Regions from separate parts of the Mus musculus genome. Here region 1 is linked to region 2. A link is a contact called in public Hi-C data. All regions are on one chromosome and are shown on one strand. Each heading gives the region's core, a stretch centred on a gene start, on an enhancer-like site or on the middle of the called end of the contact. The rest is flanking DNA. Distances are from core to core; before and after follow the strand shown. Region 1 holds the start of Arhgef10 (Rho guanine nucleotide exchange factor (GEF) 10). Region 2 has its middle 29 kb from the start of Cln8.

Evidence for each region. Hi-C and Micro-C count contacts between places; a contact is called where the count stands out from the background.
Region 1: a contact with region 2 is called in a Hi-C map of bone marrow-derived macrophages, with 4 times the contacts expected there. The contact joins the promoter of Arhgef10 here to the enhancer-like site in region 2. A contact is called at or near these places in 4 of 39 promoter capture datasets (the 3T3-L1 cell line, embryonic stem cells, liver and 1 more), 14 of 484 Hi-C or Micro-C datasets (8-cell embryo, the G1E-ER4 cell line, the N1E-115 cell line and 9 more), 3 of 115 datasets of contacts at active chromatin or transcription factors (bone marrow-derived dendritic cells, bone marrow-derived macrophages and embryonic stem cells) and 1 of 9 other capture datasets (adipose tissue).

Annotation. Positions count from the first base shown.
Region 1 is chr8:14,909,202-14,914,241 of GRCm38.p6, forward strand. Arhgef10 (Rho guanine nucleotide exchange factor (GEF) 10) reads left to right here and starts at 2,462. Exons shown (of 29, transcript NM_172751.3): 1 at 2,462-2,562.
Region 2 is chr8:14,857,118-14,862,243 of GRCm38.p6, forward strand. No RefSeq gene overlaps it. Among named protein-coding and RNA genes, the nearest start is that of Cln8, 29 kb to the right of the region's middle. Within about 2 kb of position 2,499, at least 15 of the 459 cell types and tissues checked have an H3K27ac peak or open chromatin away from gene starts, as enhancers often do. A contact at or near this core is called in adipose tissue and bone marrow-derived macrophages, where this site is marked.

The DNA.
Region 1 (5,040 bases), core at 1,212-3,711, 52 kb after region 2:
TGAACCTGTAGCGGGGGAGGGTGCATCTCACACACAATCCCTAACAGTGTGGTAACAATATCTACCCAAAGTGTGGCTTGTCCTTTCACTTTAACCATGCCCTGAGGTGAGTGGGAATTTTAAGTCTTGATTAAGGCCATTTAGTGGGTTTTTGTTTTGTTTTGAGAGTTTCGTGTGTTTTGTTTCCTTTCAGGAGATCAGTAGGATATTCTCCCACGTTTTCTTCTAGAAACTTTAAAGTTATTTCATTTGATTCCAATACTAAATTTTTAATATGCGTATTTTCTGTAACCCCCATCCTTACACCAGCTGGTTTACTTGGTAACGCTGTTTACATGCTTAGGGCAATGCCGAATGGGTGGAGAGAGTTGACATCTGTAATACACCATTCTCAGCATCTGACACATCAACAAATGGCCATGGGCGTGACCCAACTGACAGCCACAGAACATTACGTCGGCAAATGCAGAGTGTGGGTTTGACTCTGTTATACACGCAGCTCAGTGCTCACAGGTCATCTGCGATGCTCACAGTACCAGGCATGCAGTGTCGTCATGAGGCTTAAAGGTTAAAATCATACAGTGGAATTAAGCTTTACATATGTAAGCACATATATTTATGTATTTATGGGTGCATTTACATACTAATTAAAAGAAAATCCCTCAGTGTTTGATAATGAAGCCTAACTAACTGTTCTTAGTATCCCATGGGTCAAAGAAGACCTAAAACAGAAAGTCTCAGATTCCTGCCTGTGGACTTACAGACGTGGTAATGTGTGATACTATAATAGATTGGTCAGGACTTGAGCCGGTCCAACTCCTTTCTGACTAGCTTCATCCCGAGGCTTCCTAATGTAATCCTTCTCTCGTCTACAGCCTTGGGGGGAGAGAGGATGCTGTGTGCTCTCTACTCCAGCGGAGAACACTGTAGTACAGACCTATTTCCTCTCACAACGCTCCTTAGAAAATGTCCTTCACGACTCTAGTCTGGGAGTTCTTTGGGTACTTTACCCAAAGGTCTTCCACAGAGACAACAGGAATGTCTTGTCATTTCAGACAGGTCTGAGAGTTCAACACAGTCCACTCCTGTAACTTTAGTGAATGCTACTTCCAAACAGCTATGAGGTGTCACCGTACCTAGGCTATAATCTGACCTACCTAGTCATAGTCTGTTTGAGAAATGTCTAGCTACAGAGCATACCAGCTCTATAGACACTTACTGTGGAACAAACCTCTCTCTGAACTCATTCTGTAACTGAGTGGACTTAGAGACTTAAGAACCCCGGGGTTTCCGCAACTTCTATGAACCATGTTGGTGGGAGATGTGACAGTCCAGTATGGGAACATGTTTGCTATGTGCCCTAGCCGTGTACCAGTTAGCACTTTGATGGGTGTTGCTTTCCTTTAATAATTTAATGATTTGCTTCCCTCTACATGCACAAAACAAAGGTTCGTGCTAAGCACATTCAACTGCCCAGAAGGGCTCTTCCAGAATATCCCAGCACTTTTCTATGCAGACACCTGCAGGCCTTTAATATCACCAAGGCCCACATTCTTGGTCTTCACAGCGCCTCCCTTTCCAGGCTCAGCCATGAGCAGAAAGGCTAGCTAAGCTCTCTCCAGCATCGCTTCCTGCATTTAGAGAGCTATGGAAAGCTGGAACTCCGGTTCAGCAAACAAGAGCCTCCCGGTGACAGGCAAGCTGTAATAGCGCCTGGAAAGGTATTGAGCTGAGGTCACGGTTGGTCGGCATTTCTATTTCCTGTACTTGGCGGGACGAGGAGCCCCTGACCCTGACCAGCCAGGACCGCCTAGGCTGGCAGGGTGGCTCTAGGTCGGATGGGTTGTTCTCCTGGCATCCCCTACTTTGTAGGTCTGTAAGGAACAGTGGATGCTGGGTGTGGTATCCGTTCTGTGCCCCACTGCCCGTGGGACCCAAGATGGGAGAGGTGGTCAGGGGGAGAAGGGCCAGAGATGGAGTGAAGTGTTGTTCAGTGCCCCCTTCCCACAGGAGCCCTGACCAGGATCTGCAGAGAGCAAGCAGACTCTGGGGTCACGATGGGTGGAGTGTCTGTCTTGTGTTCCCTGCCAGCGACAGCGCAGCTCCCAGTGTCTAACAGAGGGCGGATGATCGGGAGACACAATCTGGCCCCGCGCCATTTCCCAGTGACCAGGAGTCTGAGGGGAGAAGCGTCCACTCTGGGGCACTACAAGCTGGTGTCCTTTCTGTGCCCCCTCTGTCCCCGGGGGCGCAAGGTAGGCAGCATCCCTCCTACTCACGGCGCGGGGCGTTAGGCTGGGGGCGGGGCGGGGAGGGGAGGGGGGCTGATGGCCACGTGGCCTCGCAGGAATGCGCTGGCGCGAGGGTCGGGCGCGGCCGAGGAACGGGCAGGAACGCTGGCCAATGAGCACGAAGCACGGCCGGTTCCGGCCAATCATGGTGAGGTGGGAGGGGCTTCCCTGGCGGGCGGGGTGGGAGCGCATCGCGGGCGGGGCGCGCGGGGCGCGCGGGGGGCGCGGGACAACTGGCGGACGCAGACGGCGGATGGCGCCCGGTCCCTCGGTGAGTGAGCACGGCGACCCCAAGTCCCGTCCCAGGCCGCTTGCACGGGTTGCTTCTTTGCTTTAAAAGTTGCACTTCTACCCAGGTCCCCGAAGTAGCTAAACCCCACCCTGGGTTTGCGGGACTGCGCACAGTGACAGACGGCAGCGAGTAACCACCCCCCAACACCAGTTCAGCGCTGTCTCTGGCACAGGACGGCAAGGAGCTCCCAACTTCAGTTTCAGTTGCCCCCAAATCTGGCCGGTGTTTCCTTCTCTAGGCCCAGCAACCCCTACCCGACCCCCCGCTTTAGTGAGTGTCTATGGACATGGGGGAAGCAAGAAGCACCCACAAATTTGCAGGTGGCCCCTAGGCACAGACAGAAGCAGCCCCTCAACCTATGCCCTAGGTGTTCTCAGGCATAGATTCAGCGGCATGCAGCCTTCCCTTTCAATGGTTATCCCCAGACACAAGGCAGCAAAAAGTCCCCCAACTTCGATGGGTGTCCCTAGACACAGAGCATTGAGCAGCCGCCCAACTTGAGTGAATCTTCGGCCAAGACAGGAGACAGTCCCCAGCATCACTGTGTCCCATAGCCTGAGGGTAAGGCTCAAGGGTATGTGCAGTAGGGACCTGCAGCCTCTGACCTGGAGATGTGGGGTGAAAGGGTGAAAGGTCGCTGAAATTGCATGAGAGAAGTCATCTTGGGATGTTTGAATTAAGATCCTTAGGATCCCCTTTAGGGTGAAGTTGTTGCTGGGGTAAGGTTTTTTTGCTACCCACCATTGCTCAATAATTAGGGTAGATCCTGATCTGGTGTGCAGTAAATAAAAGCAGGTGGTTGGGCACCCTGGACACTGTGGGACACCATGTTTTGATTTCCCAGAGGGCAATAGACATGCTTGGTGTGAACTCTAACGTAGGATGCATCTCAGTTACAGCCTTTGCTGGAGGAAGAGGTTCTTCTGGACTCAAATGGCAGCAATCTTTCCTTCTTTTCTTTGGCTGGACCACACAGTAAGCTGTGTAGCTGTGTTTAGAATCTGGGCAAGGGACAGCATTTCATTGTCAGGTGACTCTTTCTTGATTCTAGGTCCTCCCTCGCACATACTCAGCAGGTGCTCCTTACTACTGCCGAGCATCTTGCCAGGCAAATGCTCTGTTGCTGAGCTACGCCCACAGCCTTGGTTACTATTAAAAAATCTATTTTGGCACTCGAAGGTCTGAGTTAGAAGGATCTTGAGTCTGGCCAGCCTGGGCTCCAATAATGAGATTTTTTCATATAAACAAGAAGGCAGGACTGGGGTGTGGCATGCAGCAGGCTGGGTTTGATCCCCAGTAAATGCTGAATTAATACATAGGTAAAGGTGTTGTGGCTTGAATGAGGATGCCGCCCCCCTCCACAGGCTCCGATGCCTGAATTCTCGGTTCCTAGTTGGAGTGCTGTTTGGGTAGGTTTAGGAGGTACGGCCCTGAAGGAGGATGTATGATCTTTGACGTTTCAGAGTTGTGCAGTATTCAGATTATGTCCTCTTCGATTCATGCATGTCTGCTGGTGGCTCCAGGTGTATGTTCTCAGTGTTCTACTGTAGCCACTGTGCCCGGTGCCATGCTCCGCCCATCCCTGTATGCTCCGCCCATCCCAGCATGCTCCGCCCACCCCGCAGTAATGCACTTTTATCCCTCAGCAACCAGATGCCCAAATAAACTGCCTTGGTCATGGTGCTTTATCACGGCAATAGAAACATAACTAATAATAAATATTACAAAAATTATATATATATATGTACACATATATGCACATATATGTGTACATATATATAATACCGACTTTTATCTCGTCCTTCAGGACCTGAAACTCCCTTCGTTAAAAACTGGTCTGTACGATGACGCTAACGAACCAAATTGCGCAGCTCTTCCTTCTGATTCCTCTTCAAATACCTATTTTACCAAGAATAACTTTTATTAGAAAAGATTGTTCAAGTTTGTACTTAAGTCTCTCTTTAAATGTTTACCACTCCTTTCTGGCCCCAAGAGCTTTTTGTCATTTCACTGGCATCAGTACCAAACATGTGAGTCACCTTGTTTGAAATCACTGTCCAGAGTTACACAGCCAGTCGTGACTTCTCAGAGGGAAGAGCTGTGCCATTCGGTGACGCATCACCGTACAGACCAGTTATTAACGATGGGAGTTTCAGGTCCTGAGGGAAGAAGTAAAAGTCGGTTATCAGAAATAACGTTTTGTTTTTGAGGTGCTTGTCCTAGAGCTGTGGCCTCCGTGCTTGCACAATCTCCACTCCGAAGCTGCACCTCCATCCTTCATCTTTTGAACCAGGGTTCTTCTAGATTTGCTGCAGGCATCTTCTTGGTACTCGGGTGTGCCTCTTCTTTGGTGAGATCCTTTTCGTGAGGCTCGAAGCAAGCTCTGGTGGTTCCAGATGGAGACTTTCTGGGTGGGTAGGGGGCTGTGTGCCTGGGTCCTGGGTCATCTGATGGAGT
Region 2 (5,126 bases), core at 1,249-3,748:
CCTGAGTATCTGCTGTTGAGTCAATAAACATTTTAAACAACTTTTGTGTGGTGAAAACTATACTAAAAATACTATAGTTTAAAAGCAAATCGTGAACCCTGCATGGGGCGTCTTAACTGAGGTCAGGTATCTGGTTGGGCCAGATGTTTCCAGGTGGTTGGCATTTTATTCAGGAAGGAAATAAAATCCCACACAGATTGAAAAGTGCATAGAAACTGTATTCAAAGCAAAGCAATAGAAAAGAATGTACTGTCATGCAGAAGTAGACAGCAGGGCCCTGATTATTATTGGGGGGGGGGTTGCCTTTATGGGAATTCCAGTAAGGGAAGGAGGAGTTTGGTTATTGGGGGTGTAGTGAGGGTGGTTCTCTGTTGTCATTGATAAGATCAAGTTATAGAATCCTTTCCCTATTGCACATGGTCTTTCCCATAATGCATCTGATTTTAATCATATGCACATCCAATCATACATAGGCATAAGATGTTAAATAGGGGATTCTTCCCATAATCTCTTCCGGGGACATAGTTTTGCCTTACTGACTATGCCTCCCAAAGCAGTTCAGGCTGGATCAGCCTTTCCAGTCTTTTTGTCCAAATACCCTAGGAAGATATTTGAATAGTTGCTAAGTTTGGTTGCTGTTGGAGGAGGTGAAACCTAGCCCGCTGTTTAGAGAGGAGTGTCCAGATAGAACCTATGCCTGCTTGCTTTGTCAGTCCACCTCTCAGGCCAGTTTACCCCAGAGGGATGGTCTGTAAAGTGCAGCTGGCCTCTTTAGTATTAGTCAGGATGTCAGCTACAGCCATTTTCAGCAATGGCCATGGATGCCCACAGACAAAGTAGGGGTTTCCTGATGCCCAGGAAGGTGAGAGGGTGCTGCATTTCTTGTCTGATGGCACTGGCAGAGCCAAGGGAGATGTCACACATGTGAGCTCTGGATGTGTGTCCCAGCCAAGGGACACTAGGCCTTGGCTGCCCACTATTACCATGAAGGACACCTACTCTTTATCCCAGAGTGGGTGTGGCCTTGTCGGCGTTACCTCAGTACAAGCAAGCACAGCCTAGAAAGCAGTCCTTGGTAGAGCAGGCTGGTAGTACACACTTGCCACAGCTAGGAAAGCCCATCTGGTGTTGCCTCAGCCTCCCAAGTGGTGAGATTACAGGAAGGACTACCATGACCAATTCAGACTCCCTTGTTAACATCTAGAACCCAATGTCTAGTCCTTTTGTAGTTGCATAGTGTCTCACCTTAGAGCCAGGCTGGTCTGAGGCTGACATCCTCCTGCCTCATCAGAATGATAGGGTTGCAGGCATGGGCTGCTGCTCACAGCTTCAGATGCATCTTGGGACTGCTCCCTCTTTCCTGAGGAAGAAGGAACTCTAGGCCAGGCTTTCAATGACTCCTGTGCTTCCAGTAAATATAATTGTTTTCAAAAGCTTCAGTGCAGTAAGTTATTTAATCTGTATCTGAAAGGTGGGTTTTTTAATTTGGTTTCAGTTGTTTTGGGGGTTTTTTGGTTTTTTGTTTGTTTTTCTTTTTTCTTTTTTTTTGGTACTTGTTTTTTTCCTGGAATTAATAAATATATTTCTGAAGATGTAATTGCATGAGATATTCTGGACACTCCAGAATTTTCTAAAGGCTTTATATCCATGAGCCGCACTAGCAACTGCTTGTGTTAATATCCTTAGTTCAGTTCTGTCTACAGCATGATCCATGGAAGCTCTCAGAGATGAGGCAGGAAACTGGATTTGAGGTTCATTCTTCCCCCAGCTCATTCTTAGGTGCTGGGCTGGGCTTTCCCACGTGAAGAAATAGAATCATGAAGAAATAACGCAGGAACTCTTCATTGGAATTAAGAAACTAACACCAAGACATCTGTGTAAGGAAGATTTATGAGTGGCCAGCAACTCAGAAACAAGTTTCTTTCTTCCTTTTTTATTGGGAGGGGCAGGGTGCAAGACAGGGTTTCTCTGTGTAGCCCTGGCTGTCCTGGAATTCACTCTGTAGACCAGGCTGGCCTTGAACTCAGAAATCTGCCTGCCTCTGCCTCTGAGTGCTGGGATTAAAGGTTTGTGCCACTGCCCCAGGCCACAGGTTTATTTCTGAAGTCAAACATTTTATCAGATGTCTAAGGATAATTTTGAGCCCTGAATAATGAACTTACAGCAGTTCTCAACCTATGGGTAACAACCACGGGGGAAACACATATTTCTGATGCTCTTAGGAATGGAGACACCACTCAGGAGTAAAATTACACTTATGAAGTAGAAAAGAAAATTATTTTATGGTTGGGGGTCACAACATGGGGAACTGTATAAAAGGGTCGCACGCAGTATTAGGAAGGTTGAGAACCACTAACTTCAGGTACAAGTTTAAAAAAAAAACAACAACACATACCCACACAAACAAAACAAAAACAAAAACAAACCCTCTGCTACACCAAGGACTTCTCACAAGAGGGCACTGTGCCAACATCCCAAGCCACAGATTTCCTTCTGCCTGGGCTTCTGCTACAATCAGAAACAGGAACTGCAATAATTTAATTACATCAGCCGATTTTATCTTTATTTGGGGTTTTGTTCAAAGATCTTGAATAAGCAGGAATTTAAAAAAAAAAAACACTGTGTTTCTAAATATGATTGGTTTTTATATAAGCTGCCGGTCATAGCTGCCTGCCGAGTATGAAATATTTATTATCTCTGGTAACTTGTCGGAAGTGGCAAGCATTGGCATAGAAAGTCTGTTTCACAACAGAATAATAAGAAAATAAGTATGAGACATAGAGTAAGGAATGGCTGAAATCTTTTCATTTTAACTCTTACTAAGCAGTAATCTGAGTATTGTGAGGAAAGCCTATAGTTCCAGCACTTGGGAAGTGGAGGCTGAAGGTCAAGGTTGCCCTTGGCAATAATGAAGTTCAAGGCAATAATGAAGTTCAAGGTCAACCTAGGCTACATGAGATCATATCTCAAAACAGCAGCTTGACCAGGAAGGGCTTAGTCAGTAAAGTGGCTCCCATCCATCTAGAAGGACCTGAGTTCAGGTCCCCCCACACCCGTGTAAAAGTTCAGTGTGGTGGTGTATGCATGCCGGTAACTCCAAAGCTAGATGACAAGGGACAGAGACACATCTCCAGAGCTTGCCAGCCTGCCAACCTACTTAGTCAGTGAGCTCTGGATTCAGTGAGAGACTCTGTCTCAGTGGTTTTCAGCCTTCCTAATGCTGCAATCCTTTAATACAATTTTTCATGTTGTGGGGAGCCCCAGTGTCTTAGTCAGGGTTTCCACTGTTGAGAAGAGACACCCTGGCCAAGGCAACTCTTATAAGGGGCAACATTTAATTGGGGCTGGCTTACAGGTTCAGTCCATTATCATCAAGGCAGGAGCATGGCAGCATCCAGGCAGACTGGTCCTGGAAAGGGAGCTAAGAGTTTTACCTCTTCATCTGAAGGTGGAAAAGGGAAGAGTGGCTCCCATGTGGTTAGGAGAAGGGTCTCATTGCCTACCCAAAAAGAGACACACTGCCTCCAACACGGTCACACCTCCTAATAGTGCCACTCCACGGGCCAATCATGCTCAAACCACCGCACCCAGCCATAAAATTATTTCATTCCTATTTCATAACTGTAATTCTGTGACTGCTATGAATCATGATATAAATATCTGACAGACAGAGTATCTGATATGTGACCCCTGTGGGGGTCAAAGCCCACAGGTTGAGAAGCAGTGTCATGTCTAATCAAGGGGTAATCAAGGCATGTCACCAACATTGACTTTTGGACTTCATCATACAAACCTGCTTGAGGAACAAAACACACACATAAACTAATACATCTCGACCTCTTCCCTGCTATTTTGTACATGGAAAATTCTCACCAATGGGCACTGATGAAGGACAGGCTCTCTGCTTCTGCTGTTGCACAGGGACAAGTTACCCTGGCAGGGATGCATGTTTGGGGTACACACATGGTACTGTGCACCTCCTGGAGTCCCCACATAGGCTCCCCTGCTCTCTGAGTGAAGATTTTGATCTCATTTTGCATCATTAGCCATTTCATTGAGTCCATTAGCTTGAGCCAACCATCTGCACCATTCTACACACCGGGGAAAGAAAGGAGAACAAAAAACGGAGATGTAGAGGCAGAGGATGTAGTAGAGAGACAAAGCTGTCTTATGTACAGTGGAAAAGTGTGTAAAACTGTGGTTTCCCACTTACTACACATTTGTGTTTGGTCTTAAGGTAGGACGTTAATAAGAATCAGTTATATGGGGCTGGAGAGAGGGCTCAGCAGTTAAGAGCACTGACTGTTCTTCCAGAGGTTCTGAGTTCAAATCCCAGCAAACACATGGTGGCTAACAACTATCTGTAATGGGATCCAATGCCCTTGTCTGGTGTGTCTGAAGACAACTACAGTGTACTCAGATATATTTAAAATAAATAAAATCTTTTTTTTCAGAACAGATGTATTTTATAAATTAGGTGTTTTCTTCATTTACATTTCAAATGCTATCCCAAAAGTCCCCCACTCCCCTACCCACCCACTCCCACTTCTTGGTCCTGGCATTCCCCTGAACAGAGGCATATAAAGTTTGCAAGACCAAGGGGTCTCTCTTCCCAATGATGGCCGACTAGGCCATCTTCTGCTACATGTGCAGCTTGAGACACGAACTCCGGGGGTACTGGTTAGTTCATTTTGTTGTTCCACCTATAGGATTGCAGACCCCTTTATCTCCTTAGGTGCTTTCTCTAGCTCCTCCATTGGGGGCCCTGTGATTCATCCAATAGCTTACTGTGAGCATCCACTTCTGTGTTTGCTAGGCCCCCGCATTGCCTCACAGGAGACAGCTATATCAGGGTCCTTTCAGCAAAATCTTGCTGGTGTATGCAATGGTATCAGCGTTTGGAGACTGACTATGGGATAGATCCCTGAGTGTGGCAGTCTCTAGATGATCCATCCTTTCATCTCAGCTCCAAACTTTGTCTCTGTAACTCCTTCCATGGGTGTTTTGTTCCCAATTCTAAGAAGGCACAAAGTGTCCACACTTTGGTCTTCGTTCTTCTTGAGTTTCCTGTGTTTTGCAAATTGTATCTTGTATCTTGGGTATTCTACATTTCTGGGCTAATATCC